Regions from separate parts of the Rattus norvegicus genome. Here all the other regions are linked to region 1. Evidence: chromatin contacts called from public Hi-C data. All regions are on one chromosome and are shown on one strand. Each heading gives the region's core, a stretch centred on a gene start, on an enhancer-like site or on the middle of the called end of the contact. The rest is flanking DNA. Distances are from core to core; before and after follow the strand shown.

What was found. Hi-C and Micro-C count contacts between places; a contact is called where the count stands out from the background.
Region 2: a Hi-C map of Schwann cells shows a contact between it and region 1, with 4 times the contacts expected there. The contact joins the promoter of Jun here to the promoter of Fggy in region 1. A contact is called at or near these places in 7 of 12 Hi-C or Micro-C datasets (the A7r5 cell line, Schwann cells, frontal cortex and 4 more) and 1 of 1 datasets of contacts at active chromatin or transcription factors (oligodendrocytes).
Region 3: a contact with region 1 is called in a Hi-C map of frontal cortex, with 2.4 times the contacts expected there. The contact joins the enhancer-like site here to the promoter of Fggy in region 1. A contact is called at or near these places in 4 of 12 Hi-C or Micro-C datasets (the A7r5 cell line, frontal cortex, mammary epithelial cells and 1 more).
Region 4: a Hi-C map of the A7r5 cell line shows a contact between it and region 1, with 1.6 times the contacts expected there. The contact joins the enhancer-like site here to the promoter of Fggy in region 1. A contact is called at or near these places in 3 of 12 Hi-C or Micro-C datasets (the A7r5 cell line, the Rat2 cell line and Schwann cells).

The regions. Positions count from the first base shown.
Region 1 is chr5:115,512,408-115,517,858 of GRCr8, forward strand. Fggy (FGGY carbohydrate kinase domain containing) reads left to right here and starts at 2,170. Exons shown (of 16, transcript NM_001013932.2): 1 at 2,170-2,245.
Region 2 is chr5:115,010,066-115,015,595 of GRCr8, forward strand. It overlaps Jun (Jun proto-oncogene, AP-1 transcription factor subunit), which reads right to left and starts at 2,928. Exons shown (of 1, transcript NM_021835.3): 1 at 1-2,928. The coding sequence starts at 2,070. The coding sequence ends at 1,066. LOC100911221 (a long non-coding RNA gene) reads left to right here and starts at 3,190. Exons shown (of 10, transcript XR_010051917.1): 1 at 3,190-4,195; 2 at 5,030-5,530.
Region 3 is chr5:115,835,973-115,840,678 of GRCr8, forward strand. The region is part of intron 14 of Fggy (FGGY carbohydrate kinase domain containing); the gene reads left to right. Among named protein-coding and RNA genes, the nearest start is that of Hook1, 100 kb to the right of the region's middle. Within about 2 kb of position 3,104, at least 8 of the 93 cell types and tissues checked have an H3K27ac peak or open chromatin away from gene starts, as enhancers often do.
Region 4 is chr5:115,112,500-115,117,607 of GRCr8, forward strand. No RefSeq gene overlaps it. Among named protein-coding and RNA genes, the nearest start is that of Jun, 100 kb to the left of the region's middle. Within about 2 kb of position 3,517, at least 88 of the 93 cell types and tissues checked have an H3K27ac peak or open chromatin away from gene starts, as enhancers often do. A contact at or near this core is called in the A7r5 cell line and Schwann cells, where this site is marked.

The DNA of each region.
Region 1 (5,451 bases), core at 920-3,419:
GCCACCTCGTGTCATAGTCAGTATTTTATGAAGTACTCAGGATTTGTTATTTCTTCCCATAAGTTGTAGCGTGAAATGGGTGTTTTCCATATTCCATGAGGCAATAAGCACATTCCATTTCTGGGCCATATGAAGGAAGAGTTGGGGCAATGTATTGTGTGTATTAAGTATACAACCTTTTGCAAAACATTTATGTGATGTGGTTTCAGAGGGTTGCGTAGTAGAGGTCTCTTGTGGTTTGCCCTGAAGTTATCTGTATTTTGATGCTAATTCCACTGCCCCAAGGACAGCTGCCTAGTCATGTGCTCAGAACTCAGGTGACTTCACCAGAACCACCTCCCCATTGAATTTGTAAAGTACAGGTGAGGGACAGGTACAGGATAGAAGGAGGCCTATCATTGGAGGAGAAGGAAGGATGGGCGGGAGAGAAGTTTGAAGGAAGAGGAAGAGACTAGGAGAGAAAGGAGGAGAGATGAGACGGAGAGAGGGGAGAAGCGATGACAGGTGATGTTAAGATTCTGCTTTGTGTATTTACAGGTTGTTATTAATGTTCTCAAGGGATGGATGGCACTGGGCTTAATATGTTTAAGTGGACAATTATATCTTACCAATTGGGTCAAAGATTATTGTGTTGTGTGTTCTTTTATGTGAGGGGTTGAGTGTAGGAAAGTGTGCGGCTGGGCTGTGTTTCCGCCAAGATATCTAGCAGATATCTTGGGACACCGCGGTGCGGACCTAAGCGGGGTAAAAGACAACTCTACTCTTTTTTATTTTTATATTTTTACAACAACAGAGGTTAGTCACCCGATTTCTAGTGGTAGGTGAGCTGCAGGGTCTTTTGGACTCCCCCTGGTCTGGTCTACACTGCATTATGAACCCAAGCTTTTCACCATGTTTCTTTCCTCTGTGTGGTTTTATAGTTTAGAATGGCTGCTGGGGGCCCAGGCACAAGGCGACTTTTGCTACTGATAGTATGCTATTCAAGAGGAAACAAATAAAAAAAAAAAAACATAGCAAATATACCAAAGACTAGAGACAGCTATCCACTCAGGCCAGCACACTAATCTATGTTCAGCAAAGAGGAGACCTTTTATGCTTTCACACCCGACCACAGTCCACAAAGCAGCAGGAATGTTCCATTGCTGGGATATATTAAGAAAGAGCTGGGACGATGTATTCTGTGTATTAAGCATCCAAGAAACGCAGTCGTAGTGTAGATCAGTGGCTCTCAACTGTCCTAAAGCTGAGACCCTTTTTGTAGTGACCTCTTGTTGTAATGACTCAACTATAAAATTATTTTTTTTTTGCTACTTCTTCACATATCTACTTTTGCTATCCTTATGAATCATAATGTAAATATCTGAGATATGGACACCAAAGCAGGTTGAGACTGCTTGTGTAGAGGAAATTAAATCTAAAGCAAGACCTGCAGCAGGGTGCAGGACTAATCCTGTGGCCTCAGCCTCACCAAGACAGAGTTCTCACCTGGATGACCAAGAGAGATAGATCACTTGCTTACTCTCAAGTCATGTGGATACCAGTCTTAACATAATAAATACATTAGGTCTGTTTCAGGAAGTCCCTGTTATTATTCAGAAGGTTTGGCCTTCACAACTTGGGATAGTCTCCAGTAAAAACCCAAACCGGTTTTGGGCTCTCAGTGTCTAGCGATAAGGATGGAAAACATGTAGCTTACTGGAAAGGTCAGTATCAACTCGTCCGTCAACTTCTCAAAGGCAGGGGCCCATTTTTCTTTGAGATTTACTGTAATCTTTACCTCAAAGACTAGAGCACACGATGAAGTGAGAGAATTCCTGAAAAGCACTGGGTATAAAGGGTTCGAGGAATTGTAAGCCCACAAGCAACCCTGGTGCTCAGCCGAGGGATTTAACAGTCCATTAGATACTGCAGGATGGGCTAGGAGAGAAGGCGCTCAGAGGGGATTGCTTAGATTGAGCAGTCTCTGTTGCCTTAGAGGCTTTAAAGTCCAGGCAGCGATCTAAGGAGTTTGAAACGCAAAGCCAGGACTTGCAGTGTAGCGGGAAGGGGAAGGGCTCACAAGTACTGACCATTCCTGGTGCCCGTTTCAAAGGACCAATCAGGATACGCCTTACAAGGGTTGCTGGAGTGGCTGCACAGAGGCAGGCGGAGTCACAGCTTGTTTGGACCGCCCTGCTGGGTGCGGTGCGGCTGTGCTTGGTGGCCTGCTGGCCTGCTAGCTAGAATGTGATTTCATATTGGACAAGTAAGTGACCCTCCCAGGGGCTCTTGCAGGCACGCAGGCTCTCAGCCGGCTCCTAACAAAAAGCTTCTCTAGCCTGCTAGATGTTTCCCTCCTTCACCTTTGGGTCTCGCTCCAGCCAGGCCATCTGCTCGCCTTTCAGTTTCCAGTGTATTCTGGGTGAGGTGTCTTGCCCAAGGGAGAGGCCTTTACTGCATCCCAACCACTGCCCCACAGATGTCTGGGGCCTAAGGCCCTATCTCCCTGAGTAGTTTACAGTTAATTAAATAAAGTGTTTATCTTTCTCCCAGAAAGAATTTTGCAACCCCGCCCCCTCCCGCCCCACCAAATTTGGGGGCAATTCTCTAAACATTTTAAGTCTTTGAATTAAAGTTTGTCAGTGTAAAGGCATTTCAGGACTGGAGCTGTTTAAGGTTTTAGAAGCTGAGCTGGTGGAGATTGTGTTTGATGCGACGTCAGTTTAAAAGGGATAATGCCATCTGTCTTGTTACAGGGCTGTAGACTAGCAGGGATATAGGGGAATCTTTCCGTTTTCTTGAACGTCCTGGTCCTGTCCGTTTCAGGATGGAGACACTCACTGTAGGGGAACTCCTCTGTCACTGGAGCATTTCACTGGGGCATTGCTTATTTGTTAGCTCCAACTTCTTCCCCTAATTAAAGGGCAAGCTATGGCCAAGTTTGATCCGTAGATCAAATGGGAAGTGTCAATTCTAAAGGTCCCATTGGATTGTGCTTTTAGGGAGCAGAAGAGTAAGGAACAATTACTGCCTTTGTGGATTTGTAGGTTTGTCTCGTTTCATTTTCCTGTTCTTTTTAAGGGGTTTCTGGTCTTCACTGTGAGCTATGTGAGTCCTGATGTTCCCTTTCCTGTTGCTAGCTGTGGCTGCTGCTGTTCTGTCTTCTGCAGTGTCCTGTTAATGCAGCTGTCATGCTTGATCTTGACTTAAAAGCTTCTACCCTGGCTGTACTAGTGAGCGCCCCAAAGGACCGCTACTGACTATCACAGGGTTGGGGGGTGGAAAATAAGGGTGAGGAGGGCCTGTGGATGATTATTTTTGAGGGGGGAGCGGCATAGGATTAGGAAGTCAAAGTTTGCAGATTGGAGAAGGGAAAAAACCCAGAAGGTGGAACACTGTGTTTTTGGGAAGGAGTCCAGGCTCTCACTCAGGCTGTGATGAATTTTGGTGGGCTCTGTCTTCTGGAATTTAGTTCCTTTTCTATAGCCTTTATCTAAAAACCACAGTCAATTATTAGCTTTTTAAAAGACAACAACGATGACAACAACAACAACAACAAAACAGCTTGGGCAAAGCCCTATCTTTAAACTCTTAAGCACAAGGAAAGTCTGAGATGGCTGCTTGTCTGGACTGTGCCATAGAGACCATCTAACTCTGAGATGATCACAGGAAGAGAGGTGTTCTCAGCTGGGTAGTAAGTAGCAGTCCTATTGAGGAGTGATTGGCATATAATTAACTGTATAGTTAAGATTCCATTTGCTGAGATTTTAAGCATTCTAGTATCATTGTTGATAATGGATATTGATTTGTAATTTTCCTTTCTTGCATTTTCTGAGTTATGTTTTCTGACTAATTTTGGCCTTAAAGAATCAGTCAGGGAGTATTTTACACACACACACACACACACACACACACACACACACACACACACACATTTTCTCTCTAATGATGAGTGGAACTCACTAGGAAAGCCACCTGGGCCTAGTATTGTATGTAAGGGATGCCAAGTACAAAGCCTTTTGATCTAAAAGCCTCCTTACACTTCCTATTGCTGTGAGAAACCCACGGGAAAAGTAACTTAAGGCAGGAAAAGTTATTTTAGCTCATGATTTCAGTTCATCACGGTAGGAACAGCGCACATCATAAAGGATGGGTGGAAGATGTTTTTATGTCTAAGATGTTTTTAGGTTAGTAATACAAGTTATGATAGAAAACGATTTAGGTGCAGAACTCTGGACTCACCAAGATAGAACACATAATAGAGTTATCTAATTGTTGCCAAACACAAATGGACTGAACATTTTGAATGCAGTTCTTGCATGATAGTTTTTGTAGTTGTTTCAGAATTATTTTTATTATATAGAGATTATCATCGTAAGAAAAGGAGCATTTTATCGGACTAATCAGGAATTAATGGGGGAACACTCTTAACAGCACATTGGTTATACAATACACAAGATGACCCTCAACAAAAGAGAGAAAGAAAAAGTATGTTTCACTGGAGGGCTTTCTCTCTATCCCCGTTCAGTCACAGCCTGCCATGAGATGGTGCCATTCATGGCCCCGGGTGGGTCTTGTCTCGTAGTTAATCCTTTCTAGGAATAGTCACACAGATATCACACAGATACACCGGTAGTGTGTTTTACTAATTTCCCAGACACAAACATTTTAAAATGTTCACATTTCACATTTATCACCACAGGCCTACCCAGATTATGTTTTAGTCTGCCTCTCCTAGCTTTAGTGGGATATAACTAACACAATTCACATATATTCAGTGTAAATGATACGATACTCACACACACACACACACACACCATCTAGCGCATTCTTTTTCTTTGGTGATCAATAATTTTAAATTCTGCTCTATGAACAAACTGCAAGAATATAATGCTAACTTTATCACATGTTTACACTGGATCTCCAGAAAATTTTCAACTTATAACTTAAAGTTTATAGTTGTTGACCATCATCTCATGTTTCCTACCTCCCACTTGCTGGTAACTACCATTTTATTTTCCGTTTTAAGGAGTTGGAGCCTTTTAGATTCTACATAGTGGCGACATCACAGAATTCCTCTGACCCCTGTATCTGCAGGAGATTTTTTTTTTTTGCTTCCAAAATTAAATTTTATTTAAAAAGTGAAGGTAATATAAAAATGTGTAATAAGGGGACACTTTCATTTCTGACTAACAAATGTGGGATATATAGATATAGATATATACCTATATATCTATATCTATATATCTATATCAATGATTCATGGACTTTTAATCCTTTTTTTATTAAATTTATTCCAAAAACATACCACTAGTATTTTTTCTAATAATGAATATTTCATTTTTGCTATTGATGTTTTTTACAAAATTATCAGAAACCTTCTTTAAAACCAAAAGTACTATGTGAAAATCTGAAAATATTAATATTTTATTAAGTATCAATTTTCCTGTGATTATACTTTTTTTGCAGATT
Region 2 (5,530 bases), core at 1,678-4,177, 500 kb before region 1:
AAGTCTTTATTATTATTATAAACGATCACAGCGCATGCTACTTGATATGGCTCTCAACTCAAGCGTCTGCTTTCCCAGTGGGCTGTCCCTCTCCCCTTGCAACACCCTCTTCTTCCAGCCTTAAGAAACACTGCACCATCTTCTGGTCAACAGTCTGGACTTGTGGGTTGCTGGGGAGAGAGAGAGTATGAGCCAATGATAGCATGCAGGGTGTCTATTCCTACAACCAGACGGGAGGGACTACAGGCTCTCACCCCAGCATACAGACACTCAGCTGTCATTTCACCTAGCTCTCATTATCTATCGATAATGCAGCAGAGAGGTTGGGGGCTACTTCTCAATGGTTTATTGTGTTTTCTTAAATATCCTTTCTGAAAATTTTCAGAAACAAAACATAAAAAAATTATATACTTTATTACAAATGGTAAACTCAGAATGCTTCAAATCTCTTATTTACAAACACTGGGTAGGACACCCAAACAAACAAACATGGAATAACTTACAAAGGCAGGAAGCTGTTTATTATAGACAGTAATCAGCTTTCATCAAATTAAAAAAAAATATATGTACATACATAGTTGAGAGAGGCAGGCCAGGGGAGTTCATCCGCAATCTAGCCTGGTACTCACAAGCCTCCCTCCCCTTCCCAGCCCTCCCTGCTTTGTGTTCTTACGGAGCACTACAGAAGCAATCTACAGTCTCTATTGCAGTTTGTAAGCCCCCACCCACCCCCCTTAATACTGAATGAGATCGAATGTTAGGTCCATGCAGTTCTTGGTCAATGTTAACGAAAAGTCCATCGTTCTGGTCGCGCGGGCACAGCCCGTTCGCAAAGCGTGGCGGCCAACAGGCCGCTGCTCTCTGGCTCCTCGCCAAAGCCAGGCGCGCCACGTCCTTCCCACTCCAGCACACTGGGGGCGCCGTCAGGTCGCAACCCAGTCCATCTTGTGTACCCTTGGCTTCAGTACTCGGACACTTTTTTTTCTCTGTCGCAACCAGTCAAGTTCTCAAGTTTATCTCTGTTATTTTTTTCTTCCACTGCCCCTCAGCCCTGACAGTCTGTCCTCAAAACGTTTGCAACTGCTGCGTTAGCATGAGTTGGCACCCACTGTTAACGTGGTTCATGACTTTCTGTTTAAGCTGTGCCACCTGTTCCCTGAGCATGTTGGCCGTGGACGCCAGCTCGGAGTTTTGCGCTTTCAAGGTTTTCACTTTTTCCTCTAGCCGGGCGATCCGCTCCAGCTTCCTTTTCCGGCACTTGGAGGCAGCGATGCGGTTCCTCATGCGCTTCCTCTCCGCCTTGATCCGCTCCTGAGACTCCATGTCGATGGGGGACAAGGGCGGCGTCTCTCCCGGCATCTCCGGCACCGTCTGCGGCTCTTCCTTCAGCGCCTGCAGCCGCGGGTGCTGCACCGGGATCTGTTGGGGCAAGTGGTGCGGCGGCTGAGGCGGCTGCTGCTGCTGCTGGGGCTGCGATGGAAAGGCCAGCCCGGTCGCGCCATAGGAGGGCGCCCCACCGCCGCTGCTCAGCGCACCCGGGTTGAAGTTGCTGAGGTTGGCGTAGACCGGAGGCTCACTGTGCAGGCTGGCGCTGTAGCCGCCGCCGCCGCCAGCGCCAGCTACTGAGGCCACAGCGGGAGCGACCATGCCCGCCCCACTGACAGGTTGTGCCGCGGAGGTGACACTGGGCAGCGTATTCTGGCTATGCAGTTCAGCTAGGGCGCGCACGAAGCCTTCGGCGAAGCCCTCCTGCTCGTCGGTCACGTTCTTGGGGCACAAGAACTGAGTGGGGGTCGGTGTAGTGGTGATGTGCCCATTGCTGGACTGGATGATCAGGCGCTCCAGCTCCGGCGACGCCAGCTTGAGCAGCCCGACGTCGGGCGACGTGAGAAGGTCCGAGTTCTTGGCTCGGAGGTGCGGCTTCAGATTGCCCACCGGGTCGGCCAGGTTCAAGGTCATGCTCTGCTTCAGAATCTTAGGGTTACTGTAGCCGTAGGCGCCACTCTCGGACTGGAGGAACGAGGCGTTGAGGGCATCGTCGTAGAAGGTCGTTTCCATCTTTGCAGTCATAGAACAGTCGGTCACTTCACGCGGGGTTAGCCTGGGCTGTGCGCAGAAGTTTCGGGGCCGCAACAGCGCGCCGGGAAGCGGGGGATACCCGCGCGTCCCCGCTTCAGTAACAAAGTTTGTTTAGGAGCGTGCGCTCCAGACCGCAGTGCTCCCCCCTGCGCCCTCCTCCCCAGTTCGCTCCAGGGAGCGCAGGGTTAAGACACCGCTTGCACTCACGTTGGTTGGCTCCCGCGCGATCCGGAGCTTTGAAAAGTCGCGGTCACTCACGGAGCGCTCTCGGGAAGCAGCGGTTCCTCGGAGCCCGCGGACCAGCCCCAGCGACAGAGGTTCTCCGGCGGCGCAGACCAGTCGTCACGGAATTCTTGGTGGAAGCCCGCGATCGGGCTCTGCCGCCCGGCCTCCGACAACTGTCCCCTCCTCCGCTGTGAGGGGGAGGGGGACGCTAGGCAGCCGCGGCTAGCACTCGCCCAACTTCAGCCGCCTGTGCGAGCTGGTATGAGTATAGGTTCCTCTTCTCCCTTTTCTTTACGGTCTCGGTGGCAGCCTTAGGCGCAGAAGAGGTTTTGCAAAAGTTCGCTCCGGGCCACTTGTTCCCGGTCCTCTGGGTCAGGAAAGTTGCTGGCCGGTAGCCGCTCGCCTATTTCCTCGCGCGGTCCGGAGCCGTTCTCGATGCTGTCAGCAGTGCCGGGACTTGTGAGCTTCTTCTCCGGGAAAAGCGGGAGAAGGGACTCTCCAAGTGCTCCCCAAAACACCGGTGCAGGAGCTGCGGGCGCTGGATCCAGGCAGTTGGTCAGAAAATGAAGACAAACAGATGAACAGCCCGGAGTCCGCGGACGACCAGGTTAGCCGAGTCCGTCCGTCTGTCTGTCTGCCTGAGCGCTCTCCAGCTAGGCAGTCTCTGCCACACTCAGTGCAACTCTGAGTCCTTATCCAGCCTGAGCTCAACACTTATCTGCTACCAGTCAATCCCTAAAAATAGCCCATGATGTCACCCCAAGGCCTTCCCATTGGCTTGCGTCGCTCTCAAGGGGGCGGGCCCACCCGTCGCCATGGAGACCTCACCCTAGAAGATTCTTCTCTGGGCCCGCGAAGGCTCACGGGATGAGGTAATGCTCCGCTGCGCTCCTACAGTTGGGCCCTTCTTTCTCCACCTCCCTCCCCCTCCCGCGCGTTGCTCCGGCTTGTGTTCCCGGGTTCCCTCCCCGGCGCGTCTTTCCCGGCCCGCCCGGTGCATTGTGGGCTGACGTCTTGGTTTGGCTGTCTAGTGACGGAGGCTGCCGGGTCCGCTGGACCCTTGCGGAGTCTGTCGGAGGCGGGCTCAAGTTCAGGGCTGGGGACCCAGACCGAGACGCGGGGATCCAGAAAGCTGGGGAGACGCGCTGGTGGCCTGGGGCGGAGGGCTTGGGTGGGAGTAGAGGTTACACACACACACACACACACACACACACACACACACACACACACACACACACACACGAACACACGAACACACCCGTGAAAGGGCTGAATGATCTGGGCGATTGAAGCTGGCTCCGCACCCCCGCACTTCCGGGAGACAGAGCGACGCGGGTTAATATGGTTGTGTTCGCCCCGGGTGCGGGAGCGGCAAGTGGGTTGAAGTTGAGCGGGTTTGAGAGTGGCCCTCCCACGCCGAGTGCGCATGGAAGTTTAGTTTCGGAGAAGGATCTGCGCCGCAGTGTGCTGTGCTGGAAACCAGAGATTTGCTGTGCTCGGAATGAATTCACCAGGGTCCCCGGCACAACACTTCATTTTCTGGGGACGTGCCGGGAGGGGTTCGCTTTACCTCGGAGGGACCCCCTTCTAGGTGTGAAAGATGCCACCCCGGCTCCTTGGGGTATGGAAAGCAACATATAAAGGTTCGAAACTCAGGAAACCCCAGCGCTCGCCTGCACTAGCACATACACACAGCCCCGCGCACACTCAGTTCGCGCCCGCCCTTCCTCCCTCCCTGATTTGCTTCTGGGAAAACAAGCCTTGAGAGCTGCGGACTCGCCCCGAGTCACGGTGCTTAAGCAGGAGTCCCTGGTAGAAAGACTGAAAAATCCCCTCCCCGCTCGATGGTGGATTCATATCCTGTGCGGCCTCTAGGAAGCGCTAGACACATGTAAGTTGTTTCTTTTCTAAGGTTCTGCTATCCGCCCTCCACCCTCTACCCCTTAAGACTGACTAAAGAGGTGGCGAGCTTGGTTCTCCCAGGGCAAAAGTGCAAATCTCAGAACTTTCTGAACTTTATTGGTCTCATCTAGAAGTAGAGTGGATGAGGTCCATCCACTACATCGGGCTGCTAGGCATTAGTCTTGACTCTGAGACTAGAAGGTGGTCAATTGGTGCCCCTTTCCCTACCAGCTTCGGAGTTACCCCAGGCCTTCGGTGGGGTGGGGTGAGGGTGGGACGATTTGGAGGATACTGGGTTGTGATTTGGCAGGAGCCAGTGTATTTTCCTAAGCGAGGTAGGAAAGGACCGGGAACCAGCTGTTCCCTAAGCCGCCCTTCAGCCTAGGACTTGAGGTTTAAAGTTGGACTTTAAGTTCCTAGGTTCTAATTTGGACTTTGCTGCCTCAGAACTCAGCTCAGGGTTTGTACCCTTGTGCCTTAAGATATTTTGCCTTTTGAGTATTCAGAACCCAATAGCAGCTGGTATCGGTGGGAAACCTGCCAGCTCTTTTTCACTCCCGGCTGCAGAGGGTAACTGGCTGCTGCCAGCCAAGCGCTGACCTTGGTGGGGGCAGGGTAGAGCAGGGTTTCTGTGAAGTCGAGATACATTTACTTCCCCCTAAGGGAGACCGAGTTACTCTGTGCGCGGCCCTCATCCTTTTTTGCCAAGGAGCTCATATTCTACATGATTTATGATAACAGTAATAAAAGTAAGTTTTGTCTATTAAACACTAATCTGCTAGTTAGTCCAAGCAGTTTTAAGTATGCTGTTTTCTTCCCACAGCTATCTTGGGAGGCATACATTTTTACCTAGACTTTTCGTGGAAGGAAATGGTCCCAGAAAGTTCATGCGTCTTGCTTGGGGTATACAGACAGCTGGAAAGTGAGCTCAGGTCTGTGTTACATTCCTTTGTATTTTCTGGCTCTGGCAAACTTTCCCTTAAAGTCATAGTTATTTGTTTGGAGAGTGGTACTGATGGCATAGAAGTTGTTCCCTTGTTCCTGTATTTAGAAACTCCCAGACCTAGGACCTTGTGTAATTATGTATCTTTTGCCCAAGGGGGTTCTGTGCATCTTCTGCCTCCTGTGGTTTTAAGAGGCTGATTTTCCACTTAGGTTAAGAAATAGCAGTTTCATCAAGGCAAAACAGATCCCTGCTCTTGTTAATGCTGTGCTGCTTGGAAGCCATCATCAACTTCCTCTTTGCCTGGGAGAAGGGTTTTTTCACAGTCCAGCTTCTGCTCTTTTTAGCCATATCTTGCTGAAAGCTCGGTTGGTAAGGGTT
Region 3 (4,706 bases), core at 1,854-4,353, 320 kb after region 1:
TGGGTTGTGACAGCTGGGCTGACAGATGACAGAGAAGCAGATCTGAAGAAGGTGTGTGCATGCATATGGGCCTTTATTCAAAAAACACAGTTAGGACCTGTGTTTTGGTCTTTAAAGGACCATCCTTTGGAGAGCTAACATGTGACAGGAAAAGCCTAGATGGTAGGAGAATGAATGAGGGGAAGCATAAACAATGCACAACACTGCCCAGGCTAGTGACGGAAGGGAGGAGAGAACACAGACACAGCATAGGAAAGCCGTAATTGAGGCAACAGGGAAGACCATTTGCTTGCTTCAAACCTTGACTCTGCCATTTGCTATAGATGAATTATTTAATTCCTCATGTTTTACATGCACATACGTGTGCACACACACATATGCACATACACACACACCACATAAACCACAGAGAGAGAGAGAGAGAAAGAGAGAGAGAGAGAGAGAGAGAGAGCGAGAGAGAGCGCCTCATAACTCTTACCATAAGGGGTAGACATGTTCACACATATAAAGCAAAACAACTCTAATTGTTCATACTCTGTTTAAATTATAATAATTATACAGTGAGATAATGGACCTTCAAAGAAACATCCTTACTGTCTTGAGGGCAAGAAAGCTCTCCCAGTAAGATGCCATTTCAAGACTACGTTTAGGGAACTTTGTGCCATGGGCCTCTGCACTCAAGGAAGATCCACAACTAGGATGGCAACTCCCCGTGCAGAGAGAAGCAGAGGCTTAGCTGGGCAAATCACTCTCTGCTTTGGGCAGTACAATAAACTTCAGTAACAACTGCTGGAGACACAGTCATATGGCATTGTGGCAACTGTCTGCCAAGTGTGGGAAGACGGGTGGAGACAGAACCCAGTACACTGTGGCAGGGTAAGAGGAAATAAAGGGAGGCAGAGAGAGAAAGTAGCCCTTGAACCACCTTGTTCCATTCCGGATGATGGCCTGTCTATGGCTTGCTCACTATGTGAGCAAACTTAATGAAACACATTATGTAATGTCACTGAGTCTCAGTTCCTTCCTAACAAACCTTACTGAATTGCTACAAATCTACGAGTGAAAGCTATTGAGCACACTGCCTGCTACTAGGAAAAGTACTAATATTACTATTCTTCGCATTAATTCAACACTCATAACAAACTCATCCAGATAGATCATATATTATCCTATTTTATAGAAGGAAATTAAAGCCCACAATTGTGAAGGTTAGGAGTAGAATGAGGGTTTAGACTCAGGTAGACTGGCTTCAGACACACTAATACATCCCTCACCTCTGTGCTTTGGAAGATACCTATGCAGAGATGGTTGGGGCTGGGTGTTGGAAATGCAGAAGGTGTCCCATGGGCTCTTCAGTCAGTAGTAAGGAAGACACTATTTCCTCTTACTATTGGAAAGAATGGCAGGGCTGAGCCTTTAGCTGTGGTAACAGTGACCCTTTAACAGGCGGGGGCAGGTGAACAGGCAGCATGGCTAATCATGCGTCACTACCTCCGATGTGGTAGCGAGGTAGCCGCTTACCCTGATCTTAGTGGTTTTGCTCAGAGAACAAACAAGTTGTTTATTTGTAGGTCACTCAGATCCATTTGGCATTTAAGGGTGATTATAGTAAGTGACTGAATATGCCACTGGAATAAAAGTCCCAGTCAGAAACTGTCTACAAAGAAGGTACTCAATAAAATAAAGTCCTTACATCTTTATATTCAAAGCCTTCGGCTACCAGGCAGGCTGTGTAAACATGGGGAGAGCCTGACTGGAGAAAAGTACTAGAGAAGTATTCCTGAGAGACATTACAGCTGCAGCCATTGCCTGGTGGGAGGCTCGAGGAACATGTATGGGATCTGGCAGTTTGTCTCTGACTAGACTAAGGGGATTGGTTTGATGGAACGTCACATAGTGAAGGCAGAACTGGGAAGCATTTCAGGTCATGTGGTGTCTGCTCATGGCATCCAGGGCACATGCCACCACTTGTAGGAGATGACATCTTCCCTGGTACCAATTTTTTAAAATGAACATTTCTTTGCACACTAACTCAGAAATCAGTTTCTTCTTGGGCGTTTTATAAAACCAGAATTTATTTTATCTCTCCTGGCTGATAATGGAAACTTGGGTTCAAGACTGTGGATTTCCCAGGGCCGTCATGGGGCCTCCAGTTTGGTGGATGAATCGTGTGCAACTTTGGCTGGTCGCTTCCTTTCTAGCAGAGCAGCGTTACTGGCTGAGAAGGGTAGGCTAAGTACTAAATCTCTTTACCCGTCTGGCGTGAGCGGAGTGCTAACGTGAAGTCCCACATCAATCAAGAAGGGGAGCAGATGCTGAAGTGTATCAAGTATCAGTAAACAAGCCCACAGGAAGGCCGCTGAACTTGGCATCCTTCAATTGAAAACACACAACCTTCATGTCAGATTGCTGTGAAGTTTTATAAACTGCAGTAAGCGATATGTTTTTTCCCCCTAGCTGGACAGCTGCTACTGTTCCATGAAACACTTTTATTTGGAGATGATATGTTATATGTGCTAAGTGTTTCCAATCTGTAATTTTAAAGAATACATTTAGTGCTCAGAGTATTAGTGGTTGCCAGCCCGGAATTACAGCTTATCAAGTATCTTCCCGGGAATTATGAGGAACTTTTTATTTTCCTCGTCTGGTACCTCCTCCTTTTTACTTTACACAGTATAATTCACATAAGAAATAGCATCGTAAATAAGAGCACAGATTCTGATACCACACAAAGCTAAACTCAAGTCCCAAGTTCAGATTTCATCACTATGTATTGGACAAACCCCTTCGCCTCTCTAAACCCGTTTCCTCTCTTTGAAAACTCAGATCCTGGAGTATATACCTCATGTGGTTGTCGAAGAAATTAATTGAGACGAAACGTTCAAAATCTTTGGCCCAGTCACTGGCATGAGTCATCCCTTAATGTAGAGGACAAATTGATGTAGCCTATAGTTGATAAGGATTAGCTGACTATACAGTCAGGGTTAGCACTTTACATGTATGTATGATAGGTTCTGTTTGTGATGCCTGGGATCAAACCTAGAGCCTTGTGCCAGGGAAATGCTGCGTCACCAAGTTACTCCTGTAGCCTGGTCCTGGGCAGTCTTCACTCAGCCGCACTTACCCAGCACTGCTCTGCTCACTCCGAATTACATTGCCCCTGGCCTGGCTGATGAGAGAAAAGCAAATTACTTACTCAAGTTCACACTTTGTACACAAGTTGGAATGTTTCTATCCCTAATCCCATGAAGAAATGGAATTTCTACTGAAGAAATCCGAGCATTCGAGCATGCCAAGTAGAAGTTAGGTTAAAAGGAAAAGAAAGAAATCACAACCGTGTTCCTACCACCAAGGATCTGACAGTGAGGGGAGATCTAAAAGCAATAACCAGAAACCACAGTGTACTGTTGCATGATTGGCAGGCCCGCCAGTCGTGGACACAAGTAGGAGCTCAATGCATGGCTTCCACAGTGAGTGGCCGTGGAGGGTAGACAGAAATGTTCATTTCAGACCAAGCGGCAGAGTAGTATGATTTGTAGAGGTGCCAGTGAGAGTGACGGAATACACTGTCAGATGAGTTTAGTCTGGGGAAGGATTCCAAGTCTGCAGTACTGGAGAGAACACTGGGTCTGTAAGGAGCACAGCCTGACTGGCCTTAGGGCTGGTAGAACAGCCTCCTGTTTAAGTAAGCAAACAAAGAGTGGTGAACTGATTATTCCCCTCCCCTACACTAACAAGGTGAGGCGTAAACTAACCCAGCCTATGAATGAAAGCAACAACAAAATCTGTTAAGCCTGTGAGAGCTCCTGCAGCAGAAAGGGAGTGCCTTATCTCAGAGTTCCGGGAAAACTGCTAGCAGTTTGTTTCTCTACAGCATATCTGTGGACAAGGTACTGTGGTGCACAACAGCACACGCTAACATTTCGGTCTGGAGAAGGAATCTTCTGCGGTGCCACTGAAGGAGAGAAGTGCACAGCCTACCTTAGCTCAGTGCTGAGCCCACCTCATGCCCTCTCTGCTTCCTTGTAGCCGCCTAGCACCTTGGTCTAGAGGAGCCTGGGTTTAGAACAGAGCTGAGGAGCTGCAGTTCTTTCCACTGTGGCCAGGCCACTTCCGCCTGCTGCCATTTGCTGGAGTGGGACCTTGACGAGCCAGTGAGATAACTGCAAGAGGAGACATGTGCGAGCAGTCCTGAACTGGACGTTTAGGCTTGGCTTCCCTCCTCAGAAACAACAGACACTTTTGATTCTAACCCGCTCTAGTAGGATGGGGAGATGGGACTCTGTTTTCCAGGGCATCCTAAAACGGATAGCAGAGTAGATGTATTCCGTATGTACAGGTGATAATTATGGTCTTCGTTACTGACTGACTTAATCTGCAGAGCCATCCCCTGAAGGCTCAGTGTTGATGGCACTTTGCCAAAAATGGTGACCTGCAAACACAGTTGTTTCTCTGAGTTACCGGCAGTAGAGGTGAAGCTCAGATAAGAATGCTGATGCCCGCACTAGGCTTGGCTCACCACGAAGTGCTGAAACCCACTTCTGTAAGTTTTCTCTTGGTACACTGAGCATGTGCTAACCTCACTGAACTGAGCTTCCAAAATAAAGTTCCAACTTTAATCAGTCCTATCCAGTCTTAAGAGCTGGATAAGTGTGTGATGAGCCAACAGGTAAAACTCCATAGGCATAGCCTGAGCTGGCTAAGAA
Region 4 (5,108 bases), core at 2,267-4,766, 400 kb before region 1:
GAAAATGGAAGCTGATCTACAGAAAAATGAAAAAAGTAAGCAAATGCTTATTTGCTGAAGGGAGATGGGAGAAAAATGTACACAGGCCTGAAAATTTTTCTTAGAGGTTATGAGAATGTTGGCTGTCTGGACGATGGGGAAGCTTTTACCGGTCTGTATCTAACATACAACTCTCCAAGCACTTGTGGTTTAGTATGGACCAATTACTTCTCCATGGACACGTAGAAAAAGAGGAAGCTGAAGGAGATGAAGGACGCTGGCAAGCAATCATTAAATAACGTGAAGCGAGCTCCCAGTGGAACACTATGTACTATTAACATTACAGGGGAAAGGAGGGGAACGGGCTCTCCCTGACAGCGGCTTCTAAGCTAATTTTCAGGAGGGAGCTACAGAAACAGACATTGGTCAAGAAACAGGCTGGGGAGTTAAAGAAGAAAAAGGCAGAAATTCGAGCACTCCCACAAGATTGGGAGGTCTGACATTAAAGTGAGTTGTATCCTATTTTCTTTGGGTATTCAGACACATGCCCTCCTTGGCAGGGCCCTTGGTTTTGCTAATAAGATTCCTACCCTCTTGGAGAGTGTCTCTCGGGTCCTGCCCAAGCTTCTGCACTCTCAGGTTTCCCCTTTGAGTTCTGCTGCCCGTGTTCCCTGGCAATGGACAAGCCCAGTCCACAAGGCCCTGAGTGCCCCCATGTCAGCCTGTTCAAAATCAGAGCAAAGAAGGTGGGGCATGATTGGGGGTTTCATGTGTGATATGATAATAATATTCAAGGTCCAGTAGAGAGCTATCTTCTAGCCCTTTCTCTACCATAGCTGTTGGCTTAGTAATTGATAAGCATAGCTTGGGGAATTTTGAATAGTTTATTAGAATATATTACAATAGAGCAGAAGGACAGTTAAGGCTTGTTACAACACTGTGCCTCAATTAACTGGCTAATTGATTCCAAAGCTGACTCTAACCACTGCTCTTAGAGTTTAAGAAAGACTCACGTGGCTGTGGATGACTTATTATTCATTCTTTTACGTAAGGACTCTCTCGGTCACACGAGAAACCCACACATGAAATCGTGGATTAGCTCTTGCTTTCAATTTCCTTGGAATGTTTGTTGGTTTTAAAAGTGCTCTCTTTCAAAAGTGTCCTTATTAATTAAATCAGCCAGTCAGCCACATTCCCTGCTTCTAACTCAGCACTCAAGTTTAAACTTGGTTCTGGAGTCAGTTTTCCAACCGTGGCTTAAGTGGCATTAGTCACTTGGAGCAAGATATGGCATTTGAACAGCTGTCCTGGGTACTGGGCGTCCAGGCTTGTGTGTCTGGAGAACAGACAAGGGGGTAGGTGTGGAAGGGAGGTAATTTTTATTTCTCAATATATACCCTGTGCCCCAGGCTTTTACAAAGAATATCTCTTGATTTTTTGGAACAGCCCATTTGTGTGTTCTGCCTTCTCCATTTTAGCAAGGTGAGGAACTGGCCAGAGATCATCCTGTTAACAGGGGGTAGAGCTGGGACTAGAGCCCAAGTACGACTCTGGAGAGTGTTGGCCTGTATGCTGTCATGTATATATTTCCCCTAGACTTCTGACCCCCAAATATATAGTGCTTTTATTCCAAGATTCAGATGGCAAACCAGAGACTAAAAAATGTGACAAATGACACATAAACTAAACACAGACTCTGGCCTCAAATTGTACAATCCTGGGAGGATTTCTTCTCCTATCACCCATCCATCATCATCAATCCACCCATCCATTCACCCGTCCACCCATTAACTCAAGATGGTGTCAAGTGCTCACTCTGTTCTGGGGACTGCCTGGTTTCTTAGAGATGAAGTAAACTGTATACAGTCCCTATTCTTTAAGAACTTGTAGTCAAATAAAGAAGGAAAACACTTAAACAACATTAAAAAAAAACCTTATTGCAGCATGAAGAGTCCTCTAAGGTACCATGAAAGAGTTGGGAACATAGAAGACAAAGCATCCAATTACCTTGCCAATAAAGCAAGGAAGGTTCCAGAGAGGAGGTGACATTGGACTATAAATACATGCTATCCAAGCAGAGAAAGGGGGAGAAGGGTTTCTCTAGGCAGAGAGCACCACAGCATTGCTGCACACACCGAATGCCTGCCACCTGCTTTAAGCACTGTCTCTAATGCCTAGAATTCTGTGAACTAGGCATTACCCGGAACACTTTACGGAACAGGAATGTAGGGACACAGAGGTCAAGTACTTGGCCCATGGTTAGAGGACTGCTGAGAAAGGCCTTGAAGTCAACTCTTGTCACCTGGCTTCAAAGCCCATCCTCTTAGCCACTCACCAAGGACTGAATTGAAGACATCTGTTAGGAGTTTCTTATGAGGAGGGACACATAAACAGGAGTCAAGCCACAGGGTCTCTCTGTAGGCTTTCATGATGCGGCAGGAACTTGGACTTGCTGGATCCATCAAAGAATTAATACTGTGGTGTGTGTGTGTGTGTGTGTGTGTGTGCACTCATATATAGAGCCAAGATTTTCTCTCTCTCCTTAAGAGGCCACAGTGGAGAAAGGCAGGCCACCTTTATATACTTTAGACTGAAAACATCTGTCCACTGTAGAAACATCGTATCTTTTGTTAGTTGGATGTCAATATCTAAGTTGTTCGCTTTCTGTGTCCAACAGTCTGGGTACTCCATGAGGACATACATAGCTTTTGTCCATCCTCCCAACCCCCACCCCCACCCCCACCCCCACCCCCACCCCCACCCCCACCCCGGAGCATCCAGCACAGCACCAGGCCACAACTGGTACTTAGACATTCCCAGTGAATATTTACTGAAAACGTGTTGAGTGACTTCTGGGTTTTGATTAATTATTTAGGAAGCGAATTGTGGGTTTATTTACTTTGGTAAGTAGCTCGAATCGTGAAGTAAGAGGACATGGCTGAAGGAACTCTGAAGGTGAAAGGGACCTTTGTCTTAAATCGGTGGTTTACAAAGTACTTTCCTAAATTTGCCTTCTGGATTGTAATCCAGCTACTGCTTTCTGAGGTCATCTCATCAGTTGGGAGACAGCAAATTTGTGTCCCTATCCATTCTCAGCCTTTACCCTCTCACATCTCCTGATCTCCTTCAGTCTGTACCTAAACATTCTGAAGGAAGAAAATTCATAAACTCACAGGGCACACTGTTCCCCTATCGGATGGGCAAGGACAGTAACACTGTCACCATGTTCTGAGCTCTTCTCGGGTCCTAGGCTCGATCCACGTCACCAAATATAAAGACCAGACATTAGTTTCTTCCTGCTCTTCCAGCGCTAAGACCCACGTCCTACTCGCCTGCCCTCCACTGCTAGCCCTCACGGCCGCCACCGCCAGCCCCGCCCGCGCTTCCGCACCCCAGCCTCCCGCACCAGACGCCGGCCGCTCCTGCGCTCCCACGCCCGCGCACTGCGCTCTCCGGGCCCCGCGCTCCCACACCCGGCGCTGAGGAGGCGGGCGCCCTGGGCGAGGGCAGGGCGGCCACGTCAGCGGCGCCGGCTCGCTCCGCCCGCCGCGGGCCTCCCCATAGAAGGTAAAGCCTGGGCAGCGCCCGCGGGCGTCCTCAGGCTGGCAGCCCCGGCTGCCGGTTTCAGTTTCTGAAGAGCTAGGCCTTGAGCAAACACTGGCTGGCAGGAGGAGGGTGCTGGACGCCTTCCCAACAGATAATGTGATTCCCTGCCGCTGGGAGCCACCCACGGTGGGAAGGGGCAGCGCAGGGACCTGGCTCCTCCGCAGAACAGCAGTAGTCCTGGGGTGGGGGTAGGGGGTGGCGGGGAGGAAAGGGCTGGGGGCATCTGCGCTCGGACCCCCTCTTCTTCATCTGTAAGGTTGCTTCTTCCTCGGTGGACACTTAAAATGTTTGCTTTCTTTCTGAAAAAGAAATGAGAGAGAAAGCCAAAACCAACATGAACTCCAAAGGCAGGGCATTTCCCACTTTGGCCTTTTGGTGGATGCACAATTTTTTTTTTTTTTTTTTTTCTGAAAGGCCAGACCTATCCCAGCGGGTGACCTGCGCACATTTCCTAACTTCCCGGTCTCATTATCCTCACCCATAAAATGGGAGTAATGATACCTATCTTTTAGATACGTGCTGAGGGTTAGATTAGATAATAGATTATACATATTAAGCACTTAGTGCCTTCAATCAGCAGCAATTAACATTATTATTAATTATATTGTTATGGCGTATGACTAATCATGAGATAGATTCTTAGTGCTCCTGGGAGCATAAGTAAAAATATGCTCATTTAAAAACTTTTATTGAGGGAAGTAGTTTTATGAGGTGAATAACGAATAGCACCGAGTCAGGACATATTCCTGCATCTCATTTAGTATTTAGAGAAACTTGTAAAGCAGGCATTATGCACTCTGTACCGGTGAGGACCCTGCAGCTTCCAGAAGTAACTGGCTCACCTCATACCTTGGGTCAACATCTCATTTCTCTCTCTTTGAGGCTTGGTCTTGTATAGCCTAGACTAGTTTCTAACTCCCCAAGTAGCTTGAACTCCTAAAAAAAAACAGTCTCTCTCTCTCTCTCTCTCTCTCTCTCTCTCTCTCTCTCTCTCTCTGTGTGTGTGTGTCACACACACACGCGCATAAATGAGCAAGCATGGTCTACATGTGTGTGGGTGCCTAAGGAGTTCTAAAGATATGAACTGGAATTAAAGGCTGTTATGTGTAGCCTTGTGCTAGTTGCTGGGAGGAGAACACAAGTCCTCTGGGAGATCAGCAAGAACTCGAATCTGCTGAGTCATCCCTCCAACTCCCAGACCTGAACTCATGATCCTCCTGCCTCTTTATCCTAAGTGTTACATACCCAGATCTCTCTCTCCTCAGCTGACCACATCCCACCCCAGCAGCCTCACACCTGTCTGCCTCAGACCTCCTTTCCTTTTCGTAGTCTCTCTTCCTTCCCTTGCTCCATGCTCATCAACCTGGAGAAAACCGAGTCAAGTCTGGATGCCAGAAGAAGGCCACTGTCTGCTCCGGGAGACTTTCTGATCCATCCCCATGACCTCCACCCTTCTACTGCCTGAAGCCCAGGCTGTACATCTCTGTCTGTATTGTGCCTCCCCTAAGTAGCCCTCCACAGCT